Regions from separate parts of the Rattus norvegicus genome. Here region 2 is linked to region 1. The links are chromatin contacts, called in public Hi-C maps. All regions are on one chromosome and are shown on one strand. The core of a region is the stretch at or near the end of the contact, and the rest is flanking DNA. Distances in the headings are between cores, read along the strand shown. Region 1 overlaps Sox5 (SRY-box transcription factor 5). Region 2 holds the start of Sox5 (SRY-box transcription factor 5).

Region 1 (3,524 bases), core at 57-2,556:
GATCAGCGTTTCAGCGTCCTCCCACTTACAGTCCGTCGTTCCTTAGGCTAACATAATTTAATGGTGGTGACCCCCAAGCTGGAAGTCATTTCTGGCCCAATTCTCTCTATGTTGTCTGTGTGGTACAAATTTCAAGTGGTGGCTCTGTCACAGACGACCAGACGTTGTCTGGCAGCCTCTCTCTAAGGAAGCTGCCAGCAATTTCTACCTCATGCCTAGGAGGGCTCATCGTGGAATGCTATCTATTTCACTGATTTATGCTTTAGTGTTGGAAGATGAATCTGCAAACATTCCTAGTCGGGTAGGTGCAAGGACCCAGCAGAAAGCTGCACTGGGTTTGGTTAGAAACTCAGAGGTTCTGTTGACATCAGATCGTAATCCTAGTGGGGCAGAGAGAAGGCTCAAGGAACAGTGCGTTGTGGCAGATCTTATGGTGGTATTGCCTGGGGAAACCAAGTCCATTTTTATTCTATGTCCACAATGTTAACGGACATTAATAAGGAAGGTGCCTGCCATGGTAGTGAGTGATGAAATTAATCATCAGACTTCTAATAATCGCTAGAGACATGAACTTTGTGCACTTTGAACTGCCTTTTCTGGTAGCACTTCTGTCTTAGAGATTTGGAGAGTAAATGATACCATCATGAAAAGTCTAGTACTGGAGTCCAGTGAGGTGCGATCCCATCACCCAAGGTGGAGGCTAGGCGCCCAGGAGTACCAGGGTTGCTTAGGATACATAAGACCTCATCTCAAACATTAAAGAGGTAACAACCATCACCTTCCCCATAGGGTCAAAATGTAGGGCATCTGCCGAGCATTTAAAATCTACTATCCAAGGATCTAGAGCATGGACCAGTACATGTACTTCTAGCTTCTTGGAGTATATCTATCTGCCTGGATGCAACAGTTGGGTCCAGGATTAAATTATTTTTTTCTTCTCTGGGAAGGAATTCATCATTCTCTCGAACTTTTCTCTTGAGGGTGTGGTATTTTATATTGTAAACATTATAGAAGCAGATGCAAAACCGATTTCATTCAGTTACCAAGGAGGCTTTGAATTATTTGAGAACTACGTTTCTTCCCTTTCACCTGGTGGGGTCAGCTACTCTCTGTCCTAGAACGCTCAGGCTAGTGTTTAGCCTTTCAGGGTCCACCCTAGGCAGGAACTGCCATAGCCTAAATCGCACTTGCTATCTGAAAACAGTTATCTATTATTCTGATCTCAGTCTCCTTGTGTTGCTGCACAGTGTAGAGATGTACATTCCACCGGGGGTTACTCATGCCCACTGCGCCTTCTGGGTTGTATTGTGCCATTGTTGTTGCGTCCAACCTCACGAAGCAATGTGCTCCAGTTACCACATCACGGAACACTGAGCTGTGCAGTTGTCTTGGCCACAATTAAGCTGCCCCCGAAACTCTTTGTTGTAACTTCAAATACTAAAGGCACTCGAGGCGTTTGCCATTCACCCTAGGTTGGACAGTTGTACTCAAGGAACTCGACGGGTTTGTTTGAAGACTTGCAGCTAGAGAGCTTCCCACAGCCCTGGCTGGCATGTTACAGGACAAAATGATGCTATTTCTCAGTGTTCACCTATGTCTTTAGTGTGATTCTCTGAAGGTGAGGTTAATTTCGGCATCTTTTCCCCCACTTGAAACATTTCTTTCAGCTGAAGGAAATGAATGAATTTTTACCTCTATGCTCAAATACCCACATTAAAATCACTCTTGACCTATGAATTTTATCTTCTTGACCCTCATGAACAGAACGAAGATAAGTTTGGCTCTGGAATTGCTTATTATTCTGATGGAAAACCCCCAACGCAGATTCGCACGTGAACTGGTTTCCTTAAATTTCTGAGTATCAATTCTTTATGAAATGTCTTTGGCTCTTAAAAGCAACATTTGTTCTGAAATTCATAATTTTAATTGGATTGACCATTCTTTTTGTATATTTCTTGGTAGAGGTTTGGTGGGGTTAACTTCTTCTGACAGGGTGATTCACATGACTCCTTGAGGTTAAGAGAAGAGTTAAAGGCTTCTGTTATGTTTTGATCACAAACAATGATCTCTGTAAACAAAGCATTTGTCATAACACGAGAACTTTCTATCTTCCCTCGAGAACATATCCAGGTCTCTATGAGAAGTGGTGCTGGGACCGTGGAAGAGTCAGCCTTCTTTTTTCTACACAGCAGCAATATCTCCTAAGACCTCTTAGTCTTAAAAAAAATTGACAGCGTGTGTTTCCACCTGTTGTATTTAGCTCTTAGTGCACAATAATAAAGAAAATGGCATTCACAAAGATTACAGAAAGGGCTATCTTCCCAGGTTTGTTTGTGTTTTGTTTTGCTTTAGAGTCTTGTGTTGTTCCTGGCTTTTCCTTTTTTCCTCCACTTGAACTTTCTACAGTAATAACTTTTTATAGCGTATTTCCTGATTTCCTTTTTACAGTAAGTCTCACTCCCATCTGATGTGGATGTAACTCTGTTCCACATAATAAACCAAGGCTGGCAGTCCATCTTGACCTGGGTCACTGTATGGACAGGAAACTAAGTGACCTCCACTCATCTTTTCTATGACAACAAATCACTGTCCCCAGAGATGTGCCTTTCTTTCCTTGCTAGAACATCTGAGGAGATAGAATATCTGTAGCTTTGGGGGAGGTGATTAGAGGTTGCCTTAGTTTATCAATGTTTGCCCGTTTTTAATAGCACTGGGTAGGACCTCATTTTCTTGGTAGTAAACGGTGTTAATCCAACAGTGATCAAGTGGTGAGGTCCTTTGACATTTTAAGATAACCTGCAACTTTTCAGGTGCATTTTTCTCGTGTTCTCATGCAGGACATTATGTTTAAACCTTAAGAGAATCACATAATTTACTCATCTGTTCAGACCAACTTTTATACCATTGTTCACTGTGTTCTCTTCTTGGGAAGAGAATTAGTCATTTATAACTCGCTGCTACCATTTTTGACCCATAAGGTAAGCAAGCAGGATGAGTCACAGCTCTGGCTCATTGACTCTGCCCAGGGCTCTGTGGGAGGGAATGAAGCACCCTGTTCCTCTGATGTTCCCACTGGGTAGTGAGAGTTCCACTCTGCACCACAGGAAGAGACTCTGGCCTTAGGTTGCCCCTCCAATGGTTCTCTGAGGAGAAGTGCTCTGACTGACCTGCCCTTACAGCACCCTTCACACTGCTGAGCTTTGTTAGATCCATGGCCCCTGAGGCACTGGCTTTTGTCCTCTGAGGTTCTTTTTCTCTCATCTGTAAAGTGGGAATCATGGTACCTGAGTAGGGCTACCTTTCTCTGAAGGAAATTGCTTATGAGCTAAATCAGTAGGGGGAAAAATGAGTTCTAGTATTTCCAGGGCTGGATGATCTAATTATTATTTCTAGCCACTTACCGATTTCTAGGAACACACACATGCAAACTCTTCCACATATAAATGAGCACTCCCACAAATATGCACTCATATACATACTCATATACATGTGTGCACACAGAGACATACATATATACACAGAGA
Region 2 (3,355 bases), core at 550-3,049, 190 kb before region 1:
TTGTGTACGTCTGAAAAAGTAAACTTACTGTCTGCCTGTCGCCAGGATAAAAAAAAAGTGGGACCTAATCAAACTGCTGTGGGGTCAACCCTTGTGGTTTTAAAGGCCCTTAATGTTATCCAGCTGCGAAATAAAAGGGACCGGGAGGGGGAAGGTAGGAGGAGTGGAGGGGGTTGGTGGGGTAGGGGGGGAGCCTGTGGAAAAGCACAGAGAGTCTGGCTTTTATTTTTATTTTTTTTAAGTGAGTTCAGTGCCAGCCTGGACATTGGGTGTGCGGACTATTGAGCCATTGTCTCTCCCATTTCCAGAGTAGCCCCCAGTTAATCACTTCGGCTTTGAAGGGAATTTCCTCGTGGAATTCTCCACAGAAAATCTAATCAACTGACCTGCCCTCTCAACAATGGAAGGCTTTTTTTCCCTCTCTCTCCCTTATTGGGGCGGGCTCTGTAATGTAGCCTTCTGTGCACAATGAACCCTCCCAGTAGGAGTGGAGAGCATGTGTGTGAGTGACTGTGTGTAGAAAGCGCACTATCTCGTGTCGGTGAGCGTGTGCTTACTCCGTAGCCAGATGCTGCTGTGCACTGGGACAGCCACCATCCCCTTGTGCCCGAGTAGGTGCCTCTGTCATTCCATGTCAAAGGTACCTGATTACCTTCCTCGCCTGCCAGATTTTTATCTAGATAATTGGAACTGCTATAGAGGCTGTGCCTTGCCAGCCAGCTTAGGATTTGGAGAACCAGAGTTTGCCCAGCTTATCTGTCCTTGCCTGGACAGAGGAAATTAAAGAGCCCCAGGGCTGGGGGGGGGCACACCCGCTTTTTTCAGCCCTAGCTCCCAGGTCCTGGGGAGCAGGACAGTGGACTGGTCAGGCCATCTTCTGGTTTGGGGTTTGAGATTTCCCCGAGCGCCTGCATGCTGTGCCTGGCATGCAGATACCTGCTCTCCTCCACGCCTGGTTTCTGGAGTTTGAAGCTACAGAAACTTTGCCTGGGTTGCCAGGACATCCAGAGCACTTTGTGGAAAGCGGGAGCTAGCACTGAGCCCAGCAGAGTGAGTGACAGCCTGTTTACAGGTTTCCTTGAAGGGGCCTCTGCTATATTTCAATCTGTCAAAGTTGCTTTTCTTCCCTTAGAACAATGCCTGATTGTTGTATGTGAGTGAGTGAGTGAGTGTGTGTGTGTATGTGTGTGTGCGTGCGCGCGCACGAGCACCCCCATGCCTGTGTGTTTCCGTGTGCGTTTAGAGAGAGAGAGTGTGTGTGTGGGGGTTGGTGGTTGAGGAAAAACAATTCTTTGTGTAAAAATGCTGTGACTGAAGTGTAATCATTTTGCTTAATTAGTTAATACTCACAGTTTGATCGGGGCTCCGTTATTACAAAGTTATTTTTTAATCAGCCCCGAATGTGTTTTGCACAATGATACTGGTGGCAGTGGTGTGCGTGCATGTGTGTGTGTGTGTGTGTGTGTGTGTGTGTGTGTGTGTGTGTGTGTGACTTTTATTATTTAGAGGAGGGAGAGAGCATGGGAGACTAGTTGACTTCTACCATTCAGTGATGTCCAGGAGACAGAATTAGGAGGAAGGGACGGACGCCCGGAGGTTGTCTAGTGCCTAGTAGTCGGAGTGTGCCGCTGTGCAGAGGGGGAGTAGCCAGACCGCTGTTGGAAGTGTACTACCCCTTTAAGAGAATGGTCAAGGAGTCCTAGGAGAGAGAGAGAGAGAGAGAGAGAGAGAGAGAGAGAGAGAGAGAGAGAGAGAGAGAGAGAGGAGGGGAAGGGGGAGAGGGAGAAAGGGAGAGGGGGAGAGAGAGAGTGAGAAGAGACAGAAAGAGAATCCATTGGTTTAGAAGGTTTGGACTGACTTGACAGGTTCAGTTGGAGCCGATCATAGGTGGCCGCTGTGACAAAGGGAAATTGTGCTTTTCCAGCATGCTTACTGACCCTGATTTACCTCAGGAGTTTGAAAGGTGAGTACTGTTTGGTTTTTTTCCCCCCCTAATATACTGAAGTGCAAACTCTTCATTTCGCAGTAGTCCGTGAATCCCCTGGAAGATGCCTCCCCCAGACTGTGTGTTAAAGCAGCTCTGAGCTCCGGTCTCTGCAGCCTTGGGAGCTGATTTCTGTTGTGGTTGCCCGGACCAAATTGAACTGATTTGCAAAGTCTCCTCCGAGCTTACTGCTAATGTTTTTAGGTTGCGTCGGATCACAGGCAGGAAATTAAATGAACATTAAGCATCTCTCTCTCTCTCTCTCTCTCTCTCTCTCTCTCTCTCCTCCCCCCCACCCCCTTTGCTGCTGCTCCCTTCCTCGGTTAGGCTCCCAATTTCTGCTTTCATTGATCCCCCGCACACCTTTTGTAGACTGCTAGCATATTCAGGGATCTCTGTCTCCTGTAATTTCCGAAGTGACACAAGGCTTAGGCTGTGGTGGTTAAAGCAGAGGCTGTTAAATTCCTGTTTGATCCTTCTGTTAAACTTTGGAAACTGCTCCGAAAGGCAGGACCTTTTGTTGATATGGGAGAGAGCCCTGCTGTTGTGGTTTTTTTTCCCCAAAGAAAATTTAACATCACAGTTAAATATCAGCAGATGATTCTCGATGTGTCTGAAGAGGGGAAGAAGGGAGCAAACAAGGCACCCCCCTCCCTTTTTAAGTTTAGAGGCTACTTTTGTTTTTGCTGTCTTAACTGAATTTTGATAAACTACACTTTCCGCTGTGCTCTGATGGAGGGAGTTAAGTGTATCTTTAATTAGTTGTTCCTATTTAGAGGTCCGTGCAGTTCCCTTCCATTTGATGTTGCTGCAAGTAACGTGGGGAGGGGGGGCTTTTAAAGAATTTTAGCCCTCCCCGTGTCCCTGTAATTATACATTACAATTTTTAACTTTGAGTTCTTATCCTCGTGCAAGTTCATTTTTTGAACTATAAATAGATTTTTGTTTGCCATTAAAAAGAACTCAAACTTCGTATTCTGTATGGTGAATTTAAAAAAAAAAAAAAAGCTAAAAAAAGCCGGGATGCAAGATACCCAGGCGTTTTCCATTTTCATGCAAGCTATACCTTCTGTGTAAACATTTGTTGTATCTGACTATGCAAGGCAAGCTAGGTGCTAGACCAGCTGGTTAAAAATATGCTAAGTCAAGCTGTTCATCACTCAAATGCCTGAATTTGATATGAAAAGACGAAAAAAGAAAGGACAAAGATTAAAACATTTTAGAACTGAAGCCACGGAAGAGAGAAAGTGTGGAGAGGAAAAGAAGCCTAGGGATGTGGTCACATTTTAGAGAAGCCACTGTGTGACCAGGAAAGAAAGTAAAATGTGTAATGTGTGTGTGTTGTAACACTGCCTTTCTCCGTCTCCCTCG

The links. A called contact is a pair of places that touch in the nucleus more often than the background predicts.
Region 2: a contact with region 1 is called in a Hi-C map of Schwann cells, with 4 times the contacts expected there. The contact joins the promoter of Sox5 here to the enhancer-like site in region 1. A contact is called at or near these places in 2 of 12 Hi-C or Micro-C datasets (Schwann cells and kidney).

What each region holds. Positions count from the first base shown.
Region 1 is chr4:178,698,318-178,701,841 of GRCr8, reverse strand. All of the region lies in intron 6 of Sox5 (SRY-box transcription factor 5), which reads left to right. Among named protein-coding and RNA genes, the nearest start is that of Sox5, 190 kb to the left of the region's middle. Within about 2 kb of position 1,306, at least 1 of the 93 cell types and tissues checked has an H3K27ac peak or open chromatin away from gene starts, as enhancers often do. A contact at or near this core is called in Schwann cells, where this site is marked.
Region 2 is chr4:178,888,893-178,892,247 of GRCr8, reverse strand. Sox5 (SRY-box transcription factor 5) reads left to right here and starts at 1,799. Exons shown (of 15, transcript NM_001271267.2): 1 at 1,799-1,963. The coding sequence starts at 1,926.